2 separate regions of the Oryctolagus cuniculus genome follow, and region 2 is linked to region 1. A link is a contact called in public Micro-C data. All regions are on one chromosome and are shown on one strand. The core of a region is the stretch at or near the end of the contact, and the rest is flanking DNA. Distances in the headings are between cores, read along the strand shown.

Region 1 (6,079 bases), core at 496-2,995:
CCACACTGGAGAAACAGACAGCACGCCCACCCAGTGGGATATTGTGCAGTGGCTTGGGGATGTTCCTCATGCAAGCTTGCGTGATAAAGGGGGTTGTCTACCAAGCTGAGCATACACAGGAGGCCTGTGCTCACTCCCTCTGCTCCCAGGCTCCTTATCTGTACACTTAGGAAGTACCTATTTTGTAGGATTGTTATGAGATTTGAAAACGGATTCCTTCGAGAGGTTTACAGGATGCGTTTCTGCAGCCCTGGGCATGGGACTAAGAGCTCCGTAATGATCAGCAGCTATCTTAAAATATCTGAGAGGAGAGTATGGCCGCAAGTGCCGGGAGTATTCACGGAGGCCAGCCTCAGGGACACTATTGATTGATTGATCAATCGCAGGAGCTTTATTATCTTCTTTTATAAAGGATGGTATGCGGGCAGGCACTTGTGGCTTAGTAGGCTAAGTCGCCACCTGCAGTGCCCGCATCCCCTTTGGGCACCAGTTTGTGTCCTGGCTGCTCCTCTTCCGATCCAGCTCCCTGCTAATGTGCCTGGGAAAGCAGAGGAAGGTGGCTCAAGTGCTTGGGCCTGGAGGAAGCTCCTGGCTCCTGGCTTTGGATCAGCCCAGCCCTGGCGTTTGCAGCCATTTGAGGAGTGAACCAGTGGATGGAAGATCTTTCTCTTTGTCTCTCCCTCTCTCTGTCTGTAATTCTGCCTCTCAAATAAATATTAAAGAAAAGTACCATATGTATAAAGCAGCTAATAGAGTATTGGATTGTTGTAGGGCTCGATGGAAGGTAGCCAGTGTTCTTCAATTTTTCTTGATTCTTCTCCATCTCTGAATTTAAATAATGAACATGCATTCTTCAAAACTCTTTCACATAGCTCTGTGTATCTGACAACTGATTAACAAATCCTAACACAGGATGTCCTTCGTGCTTGGCTTGGTGGCATGGCAAGGTGGCTGTGGGGCACTTCCCTTCCGCTGGGAGCCCGGTAGAACTATCTCCATTGTATTTGCATCGCCTTCTTTGAGGAGTCCTGGAATGGGCCTTCCCCGCGGCCATCCCTAACTCATCCTGGTTTTTGATGCAGCATTCCTGCTATGACTCAGTAGTTTCTTCTTTTGCCGTTTCTTCCTCAGATTTTCCTTTTTCACAATCAATTCCAGGACTCTTACAACCGCCTCCCCCCAGTGTTATCCCGCTCCACGCTCTCCTTCCCCATCCAAAACAAATAGCAATTCATCTCTCCCTGCGAAGGAAGTCAGGATTGTTGATCATAATCATTTTTACCTCTTTCAAGTCCCAATTAAAATTAAGTGCATGAGTAAACTGGGATGACAAACCCGAGAGGAAAGGATGACTAATCTGATGGAAGATATTGAGTAATTTGACCAACTATTTTGGGAAAAAAAAGTGAGATTCCAAAGCATACCAACAACAAAATAAATTCCAGATGAATTAAAAAAGAAACAACCTAGTAAGGAAAGGCTGAAGAAGATATTGGTGAATATCTTATCTCAGGGTAAGGAAAACTTTTCTAGGTTATTCCAAGTATATGTGCCTAAATAAAACATGCTAACTCCTCTAACTCCAAATCAAAACAGAGTCCAAAACAACATGGAGAGCAAAGATATTTGCAAGATTCATGCCAAAGACAGACAGCTTTCAGATAGAAAAAGGCTTCATAATGAGAGTATTTGAGTAAGTTCTTGGAAAAGTGAGCAGAGATAAGCAAAGAGAAAAGATAAGTGACAGATAGGGTAGGGGGGAGTTTTGTGGCAGGGTGGGCATTTAGCCCTGCAGTTGAATGCCTTTGTCACACGTCAGAGTACCTGAGTGTGAACCCTGGCTCTGGCTGCTGACTCCAGCTCCCCACCCATGGAAACCCTGGGAGAAAGAAGTGGTGGCTCAAGTAGTTGGATTCTTACCACCTTTATGGAAGACCTGGGTTAAGTTCTGGGCTTCTGGGTTCTGGCTGGCCCAATCCTGGCCATTATAGGCATTTAGAGAGTGAACCAACAGATGGGAATTCTCTTTATCTGTCTGTCTCTCTTCCTCTCTGTATCTCTGCCTCTATAAAAAAAGAAAATAACAAAACCTTAATTTTTTGTTTTGCATAAAACTGATAAAACATTAATTAATATTAATATGAAATATGACAAGTAACTCAAAAGAAGAACCAGCAGAGGTTGTGGACAAATAAATCACCAAGGAAGAAATAAAAATGGCCAAGAAAGACATGAAAAGATGCTCAACTCCACCAATGACTAGGAAAATGCAATTAAAATTTATTTATTAATTTGAAAGGTAGAGCAACACAGAGAGAGGCAGAAACAGGAAGAGAAAGATAATTTCTATGAGCTGATTCGCAGTCCAAATGGTCACAACAGCCAGGACTGGGCCAAGCCAAAGCCTGGAGCTCCATCTGGGTGTTGGGGACTCAAGCCCTTGGGCTATCTTCTCCTGCTTTCCCAGGTGCATTAGCAGGGAGATGACTGGAAGCAGAGCAGCTGGGACTCCAAATACTGCTCTGGTATGGGAATGCCAGTGTTGGAAGTGTCTGCTTAACCTGCTGTGTTCCAGTGTTGGCCCCCACAATTTTTTTTAAAAATTCCCTTTCCACTTAACATCAAAAGCTAGAAGAGTGGTGGTGGGTATGAGGGCAGCAGGACCTGCCTTATATTCTCAGTGGTGAAACTGAATGTATACATCGGTAAGGTCTTTTGAGGAGAAATGGGATTCACATATTCCAGAGAGCACGAGCAGATGTGTGCAGAATTGTCACTGAGGTGGTGGAAGGACTTGCAATATCTCAGACATCCAATAAGAGCACTCCGCTCAGTGGATACTACTCAGCTTGTAAAATGAACGCGCTGCAGTTGTCTATACAGCTAGGGAAAGATGCTCTAATAATAAAAACATTTACAATGTCCGCAATCATTGCTTTAAAAAGTACCTGGCAGGACTTTAGATGGGGTCTGTTTGCAGTTGTGTAAACACAAACTTGACCTCTGCCATCAGGAGCTGTCCTCTGTGGCCCTGCTGGCAGGAACTAACCCTGCTGGCCAGACAAGCTGAGCACAGCCCCCTGTTTGAACAAACGGCCGTTTGGGGGCGCTTGTGTCTCAGCGCTCTTTCTCTCTTTGGTGCGCCGGGTGGACTTGGGACTCCTTGGCCTTGTTAAGGTGGCTTAAGGTGGGTCATGACCCTTCCATGGATTTCTGCAGGTTTCGTCTCAGGAGCGGGCCTGGCTGGCCACCGCTTCTCTGTGAGCATAAAGAAAAACCAAGCAGCAGAAGCGGGCTTGTTTTGGCTCAGTGCCAGGAGGCCTCTCCCAACAAGCACAGTGGACAGTAAGCAGGTTGGACCCTGCGGTGAGAAGGGAGGGGAACCATGGCGGTGTTCGGAGGGCCCTACCCCTCTGGGTTTTTTCAAACCTCCCGGGAAGCTGAAATCTGCTTCTCTGGGGTTCTATCCTTGGTTCCTGCTGCTGGGGGTCAGGCCCCGCCCCCTAAAGAGGACTGTCCTGTTCTCCCTGTGGCAGCCTCAACAGGTGGAATCCTCAGGAGAGGTTCACCCAGGAGGGCGTTATTTCAAAAGTTCCTGGAAAATAGAATTAAAACACACGTTTGTTTTGCTGCAAAAAGTTGTTGACATTCGTGCTTGTTCTTTTCATAATGCGTGCTTTCAATGAGCTTTCTGAGGGGCCGCACGGAGGCAGGAGCACTGGCCAGCACACCATGGCCTGTGCATTTGGCTGTCACAGCATACCCAGAGCTGGGTGCTTCATAAGGCAAACAGGTTGACTTGGCTTACAGTTCTCCTACCTGTTGCCAAGGTCCTGGTAAGGGACCCATGCTGCGTCTCCACGGGACAAACAGAACGGGAACTGGCTACGTGCCAAAGGGGCCAAGGGGTGGGGTGACCTCATTTTACAACAACACATTCTCTCAAGGGCTAACTCACCAAAGTCCTTCTGAGGGCTGTGCCCCCCAACCCCCCATCACCTGCTGCTCCCACCTGGCCCCGCCTCTTAAAGGTCACCACATCTAACACTGCGCCCCCGGGGACCAAGCGTGGATCTTCAGGGGACACACTGACGCCTTATCTAAATCTTTGCACACAATTTTCTTTCTCTAAAAGATCTGATTTTCATATCTCTGAATAAATACATTTTTTCAGCTATCATACCTTTTGTAGATGTTGGTTCTATTGCTAAACAGGCTTCCTAGGAATTGAGTAATTCTGAGATGTGAAAAGGGCAAAAGGGCATAAAGGAACTTGTAAAATTATAATTTTATAAAAGTGACGTAGTGCTACAAGGCGGAAGGAAAACCCGCTACTTTCTCATATGATGTGTGCTGGGTGGAACTCGGCCCTGTGCGGTTGGAACACTCAGGAACAATCCCCCACCCTGGATCTCATCCTCTCCTGCCCTCTGAGGAGCGCTCACTGCCCTTCTGTCTCTGGGATGGCCAGTCATCCTGTCTGGTCTGGCCATCACGTGAGCCCTGCCCCAGTGCAGAGGACATGCTGGTTCCCCTCTACCCTCGGGTGCTGTGCTTTTACCACGCAGAGTTTATGCTCGCTGCCTCACCGCCTCACCCCTCCACGCCATTCTGTCCTCAACCCCTCCCCGCTCAGCTCTAACTGTTGGCCCCTTGCTGTCCCATTCACCTCACTGCACCCCACGGACCTTTTCACTCCTTATCTTTTATGACTCCTCAACAGCACCAGATACTGTTGGCAGTTTGGCCTTTGGGTGGTTTCCTGGGTGGTCTTCTGGTTCTTCCTCCACCTCTTTGGGTGCTAAGCATCTCTCCATCCACTTGCCTTTTGGTAGCTTTGGGATCTGCAAGGAGGGAAGGCCTATACTTCCGGGAATGGAGAGTCCCTACCCGCACTTCCAGGGAAGAAAAGTCCTTGTCAAGGTCCCCATGGGTGCCTAAAGGTCAACCAATGAGGATCAGACCCGCCTCAACCTTTAACCCCCACGCCCTGTATCTATAAAAGGAGCCCTCCCAACCTCTGACGTGCGACTTCCCTGCCCCCGCTCTGTTGCTCTGTTGGGACTGGGGAACCTCTACAGCACCAGACACTGTTGGCAGTTTGGCCTTTGGGTGGTCTTCCTGGGTGGTCTTCTGGTTCTTCCTCCACCTCTTTGGGTGCTAAGCATCTCTCATCCTCCTGCCCTTTCCTTGTTTATTTTCAAGTCTTCATCTAAGCCCTTTTTCCCTTTTTATTTTTCTCTGTCTTCCTTATTGATTACACCTCTCATTTTTTTTAGAAAAAGGACTTTACATTCTGTGTCCCCAGCCTGGATGTCTCCTCTGAACTCCGGATCTGAATATCCAATGACCATTTGTCTCAGTGTCTCCCCAAAGTCTTCTGGCCAAGACTGAGTTCATGCTATCCACCCCCCCCCCCCGACTTCCTGCTGTCTGATGAGTCAGAAGTTCAGCTCCATCCTTATTTTTTTTATTTATTTTTTTTTTTTTTACAGGCAGAGTGGACAGTGAGAGAGAGAGACAGAAAAAAGGTCTTCCTTTGCTGTTGGTTCACCCTCCAATGGCTACCACGGCCGGCGCACTGCGGCCGGCGCACCACGCTGATCCGATGGCAGGAGCCAGGTGCTTCTCCTGGTCTCCCATGGGGTACAGGGCCCAAGTACTTGGGCCATCCTCCACTGCACTCCCTGGCCACAGCAGAGAGCTGGCCTGGAAGAGGGGCAACCGGGACAGAATCCGGCGCCCCGACCAGGACTAGAACCTGGTGTGCCGGCGCCACAAGGCGGAGGATTAGCCTAGTGAGCCGCGGGGCCCGTCAGCTCCATCCTTGACTGCCTTCCTCTCACTGCATCCCGTGCAGCTCTCTTGAAAGTGCCTCCTGTCCCCCATCGCCACTACTTTTAAAAATGCTGCTTTGAAAGGGAGTGAGGTCACCGTGGGTGGTGGATCGAGCAGTGGCCTAGCGGGCCACTTGGCATGGGGGAAGGAGCAGGAAGGAGATGCCCAGGTGACTGCAAATGCCCACTTGTCCTCTTTCCTGCTGCCATGGCTTGGACAGGATTTGGCTCCATGATAAGTA
Region 2 (5,435 bases), core at 184-2,683, 570 kb after region 1:
TGGGTCAGCTTTGGCAGCATCCTCCCACGGTCTGCACATTACCCATGCCGTACATATTTATTCGTAGTTTGGTTTGCAAGGTTCTGGTCCCACCTCGAAACTTCTTCGGTACTGCTCCCCACACACATTTAAAAAAAAAAAAAAACATAGGGACAGGTCAAATAAATAGTCACGCCCGAAGCCACTGGACCACTTGGGGACCACGTATGTCAGCGCTGTTACGGTCAAATGTTTTCTCCTCCAAAATTCATTTCTGAAAGGGGTTGCTGTCACTCAAGCAGCATCCTCTGGAACTCAGCATCTGGAACTCCGATGCATTTTCTGTTTTGATTTTCAGCCACTCACACTGAAATGCATCGTTTCCAAGAAGAAACTGCTGCCCCTCACAGGGTCACCCAGGCTTTGGGCACAACCTCCCAAGACCACAGCAAATCCCCTAGCGAGGGCCACTGACTCATCAATCCTGCGGGCTGATTTCGAAATGCTTCATCTGGGAGATGGGCGAGGGGGGGGCTCTACAGACATCAAAAAGTGAAAGTGCAGAGTTCCACGCCGACCGCGTGCTGGGGATGAGCGAGGGTTTACAACAGCCAACCCCGCTCAGCTGTTCAGCACGTGTGTGTTTGTTTTTGCACACCTCCGGTGGTTCCGTGCGCGTGGACGATGGATGTGCGCCCGGCTGGGTTATAGTGTGTCCGGTCGGGAAACCCAGACCCTGAGTGTAAAGAAGTCAAACCTCATCCGCGAGCCAGCTGCATCCTCGTGCGAAACACGCACCCAGAAGCTGCTGGGCGGAGGAGGGGAGTCAGCCTAAGCGCACAGGGCCAGGGCTAAGTAAACAGCTCCAGCGCCGTGGCAGGAGGAAAGCGCAGCTGCACCTCCGGGAGTCTTCGGGCTGGTGCCAGACTCCTGCTGCACCGCCTGCCAGGTCACTCGGAGAAGCTGGCTGGCGCAGCCTTCCCTCTCGGAAGAGCTGTCCTCTCCCTTACCCCCCGGCCCTGGCTCGCAGCCTCGGGGCAGCCTCGGAGGCGAGCCAGCAGCACTCCTCCAGCGCTACTCCACCCGAGCCTGACAGCTGGGCGGTGCCGCCTGACCCGCGGGCGGGCCGCTGCACCCTCCCGCAGACGCGCGCTCCGGCGAGCTGTGCCGCTGCTCAGGGGTTGGCAGCGCGGGTCCCAGAGGCCCCCCCTCGGCCAGGGCACAGTTTTCCATTGTGCCGCCACGCTCCTGGGCAGGGGAACGCGCGCGCGCGCTCCAGATCACTCACCCGCGCGCGCGCGCACACACACACACACACACCCTCCCTCGCACACGCGGAACCGGCTGGGCCAGGGGAGGGAGGAGGAGGAGGGTGACGTAGCGTCCCATGGCGTCACATTGACGTCTCGCATTCCAGGCACTCTATGGAGAGGCCGCTAGGGCTCCTGTGGCATAAATGACGTGCCGGGAGAGCGAGCGAACGCGCAGCCGGGAGAGCGGAGTCTCCTGCCTCCCGCCCCCAACCCCTCCAGCGCCTGCTCCTCCTCCGCTCCCCATACACAGACACGCTCACACCCGCTCCCTCACTCGCACGCACAGACACACGCGCGCACACACGCTCCGCACACACGCTCCCTTCTCGCCCGCGCGCTCACACCCCTCGCGCCCTGCGCCCTTGCCGGGGCCGCGCCGCGCCGCAGCCGGACGCTCCTGCCCGGCTCCCTTGGCGACGCTGACAGCGCCGGCGGTGGCCGTGGAGGTGGGCACGACGGCTGCATCCTGCCCTGCGGTCGCGGCCGGAGCCAGGACGCCCGCAGAACCTCTCGGCGCCGCTCTCCCATGAGTCGGGGTCGCAGCATCCCCCGCCAGCCGCTCGCCGCCTCCGGGAGCCGCGGGGCTTGTACACCGCAGCCCTTCCGGGACAGCAGCTGCGACTCCCACCCAAGTGCAGATTTCGGGGCAGCTCTCTAGAAACTCGCTCTAAAGACGGAACCGCCACAGCACTCAAGTATGTATAAGATTCGCCCGGTTAATAGGGGGACTTGCTAAAAAGTTGGCGCGCTGGGGAGCTTGGCTCCTGAAATTGACAACTTTGAGCGTGGGGTCTTCCCCCCCTTCAACCAAACCCCGCCGCCTCCGGGCTCCGGCTTCGCGAGGCGAGCGGCCCGTGGGTTCTGATCTGAAACTTTTCCTCGGGAGCGGGCCCGCGGGGATCTCCGGAGCGAGTGGGATTCCTCTCCCCACCCCGAGAGGCGAAAAGCCTCTAACAAAGAGGAGAACCGGGATTTGTGCAGCAGCAGCCCCAGAGCTGTAATTCAGGGTATTTCGCTCTAGTTGTCATGGTAATGATGCTCTCGGCGGCGGCGGCGGCGGCGGCGGCGGGGAGTTGCAGCTCCGGTGATGAACGGCAGTAATTTTCCTGCCTTTTTAGTAGAATCGGAAATAGGGGCTCTGGCGGGTCCAAGCTGACGAACCGAACGGTGGTACCGAGTTGGCTGGGCTGGCAGGGAGCAAGCCTGGGAGGGAAAGGGCCGCCCGAGTTTGCATAGGCGCCCGGAGATCTCAGGAAAGGACGTAATTGTAGGAATGTGGCTTATTGTATTGAAATGAGCCTGGGGCTCCGCTGGGCACGTCTGCCTGGCGTCGCCCGGCTTGCCGGCTTACACTTTGCGCTTTGGAGGTAATCGGGAGTAATTGTCGGCTCCCGGGCCCCGACACGCGTGGGGACCTGGAGCCTCTCCTCTGGGCCAGGCGCGGTGCGGGAAAGCCATGCTCCCGGGTCACTGCCTGAGCTCGCGCTTTTGGAGAAGTTGCTCCGAGCGCCTTACTTAGTAGAAATGAAAGTTGTCGGCAGCCGAGAGGGAGCGCAGAGAGGCGAGCGCGGCCCGCGACGATCGACCGCCGCGGGCACCGCTGGGACCTGCTGGGAGCCCTGGGACCGGGCGAAGGAGGAGGGCCGTTTGCCCCCCTTGATTCCCGAGAGATGTTCTTGGAGATTGCCTTTTTATTCGTGTGTCTGGGCTCTCCGGAGGGAAGAGCTGCACGGAGTTCGGGGAGCAGGAATCCGGAGCGTTAGCCCCCGGCGCGAGGGTGCCGGGGAGGTCCGCGGGCGCCTGCACCCGATCCCCCCGCGAACCCAAGTCCTGGGGCTCCTTTTCCCACGACGGGGGAGTGTATTACAGAATCGAGACGGGGGGAAGAAAAGCTGTGCGTCTCGGAGCCTGGGCACAATGAATGAAATCACTTTATTCTAGTTATTGCAGCCGAACAAGACGTTCGTCATGTGGCTGTCAAAGACTCCTTGGGCCCCAGCGACCTCCCCCTCCGCCCGGTCCCTCTCCCCGCACCCCAGGCAGATCCCCGGGACCGTGCGCTCGCAGAAACCCTCCCCCGCGCCGCGGCTGGGTTCCCTCGGTCTTTCTGAGAATCTTTCCCTTTCTGTCGTTGTCTCCTCCACTCCCCTTGCCCCCGCCCAGCCTCCGCCCCCGCTCCCCGGGGTTGGAAACTCCGCGGAAGAGCCCCGGTCACAATGGTGCGTTTCACGGTTTCCTCCACACACTTCACCCCAGGGAGGGGAACACGGGGGTGTTCCTTTCGTCCGCCCACGAGAGAGAAAGGGGCTTTGACGGATGTAGTTACTGCTTCCTAATTTATAACCCCGAGCCTCAGGTCCCGGCCGGCTGCCGTGAGCGCGAGCCGCGGAACGTGTTTCCAGGCGCCGAGCCCTACGCCTAGGTAACCGGCCGTTTGCGGGGCGGAGGGAACCGAGGGGCGCCCGGGCCGGGATGTCTGGGAGACGCCTGGACTCTGCCGCCGCCGCCGCCGCTGGGCGCGCGAGAGGAACCCCTTCCTTGGGGAGGCGCGGCGGCCCTCAGCCGCCCGGAATTCAGAGGGCTCCCCAGGCAGGGGCGGGAATGCGAGCACCCACTGGAGTAGGGGGCGGGGACAGCCAGAGACCCCTACTGAAGCTGCGCGGGGACGGGAAGCACGCGCTGCGGCCGTGGAAAGATCCTCCAGGGCCTGCGCTCCAGGGAGCTCAAGCTTCCCGTCGGAGCGGCTCAGGCAGGGGATGGCGAGGGAATCCCCCCGTTTCTTAGCCCTCAAGGTTTTCCCGCACCCGGGGACTCCGAGCCCCTTTCTCTGTCCCTGCACGCAAAGTCTGGCCATCGAGGGTGGCAGGAGGCAGAACTTACCTGGCCTTTGCGGACCGTGCACCCGGGAGGTTTTTTCTTCTGGTTTTGTTTGACTTGGGGTTTTGTGTATTTTTTCTTTTCGATCCACGTTCCTACCCTCCGAGCTTTGCCCACCCCAGGCAAAGGGGGCGCTGTAGGCCGGAGTTTGGGGCCAAAGCGCTCCGAGACGAAGTTTCGCTGGGCTGCGCGTGGAGCCTTTCGCCCGGGAGCCGCATTAGGCGCTCCCAGGAATGTGCCCCCTCCGGGGCGCGGGATGGCCTGCAGCCTCGAAGCCGCCCACCCTCGGGGACACCGCCCGCTGCGTGCAGGGAACCTCCCTCCGCCCGCCTCGCCGCCCGGCTTCCAGCGCGGGCCTCCTTGTGCACTGTGCCCTTTTGTTTGCTTGACCCCTGGCCCCCGAAACTCCCGGCTAATAGAAGCGAAGCTCCATTAGCATTTAGAATGAAAAGCGTAGACTTTCTTAATTCCTCGGGGCATTCATGCATTCGTTCCGGACCTTATGCATTTCCTATGCAACGTGTAAAAATTTGTATCTGAGGGGTGGCGGGCGGGCGGAGTTGGAAAATGGCTATTTTCCGCTCAGGCACACTCGCTGACCCCCAAATTCGGGCGGAACTCGTTCCTCAAGCGTTCTCTTTTCTTCGGTGTTCCTGCCTTCGCGAGCCCGGAACCAATTGTGGGGGCAAAGAGAGCAATTTCTGGGCGACGACAGGCTGCGAGGTTTTTAGCCTCGGTTCGGGTACCTCAAAACGGCGATGAGCGCAGCGGGTGCGGACAACCTTTCCTCGGCTTTCCCAAGGCGGTGTGATGCTTCTTGCCCAGGGACTCCGGTACCCTTAAGTACCCTTACCTGCCCTTACGCTAATTCTTGGTAATTAACGCAGTAGAATTCTCTAGAGGCTCCCCGCCAAACCCCTCCCCGTATGCCCGCCCAGGCCATGGTGACCCAGCCTGGTCTCATCGCGACCTCTGCCCTCTCTCCCGGTGCCTGCAGAGCCCACTGCGGAAGAGCGCAGCCCGGCAAGCCCGGGCCCTGAGCCTGGACCCTCCGCGGAGTCGGGCATCGCCGCCGCCGCCGCCGCCGCTTCGCCTCCCAAGACGTCCCCGCCTCTTACACTCTCGGCCTCCGCTGGAGAGACCCCCAGCCCCACCATTCAGCGCGCAAGATACCCTCCAGGTAGGTCTGAAAGTGCGACCCCTTAGACTTCCCAGGCTGGGAGAAGGGGGTGGGGGAACCACACACCCAGCAGGCAGACTGGTCTG

Evidence for each region. Hi-C and Micro-C count contacts between places; a contact is called where the count stands out from the background.
Region 2: a contact with region 1 is called in a Micro-C map of ear pinna, with 2.6 times the contacts expected there. The contact joins the promoter of NR4A3 here to the enhancer-like site in region 1. A contact is called at or near these places in 2 of 6 Hi-C or Micro-C datasets (ear pinna and skin fibroblasts).

The regions. Positions count from the first base shown.
Region 1 is chr1:202,914,201-202,920,279 of mOryCun1.1, forward strand. All of the region lies in intron 3 of SEC61B (SEC61 translocon subunit beta), which reads left to right. Among named protein-coding and RNA genes, the nearest start is that of SEC61B, 40 kb to the left of the region's middle. Within about 2 kb of position 1,746, at least 1 of the 8 cell types and tissues checked has an H3K27ac peak or open chromatin away from gene starts, as enhancers often do. A contact at or near this core is called in ear pinna, where this site is marked.
Region 2 is chr1:203,481,568-203,487,002 of mOryCun1.1, forward strand. NR4A3 (nuclear receptor subfamily 4 group A member 3) reads left to right here and starts at 1,434. Exons shown (of 9, transcript XM_017349418.3): 1 at 1,434-1,987; 2 at 4,756-5,043; 3 at 5,167-5,349.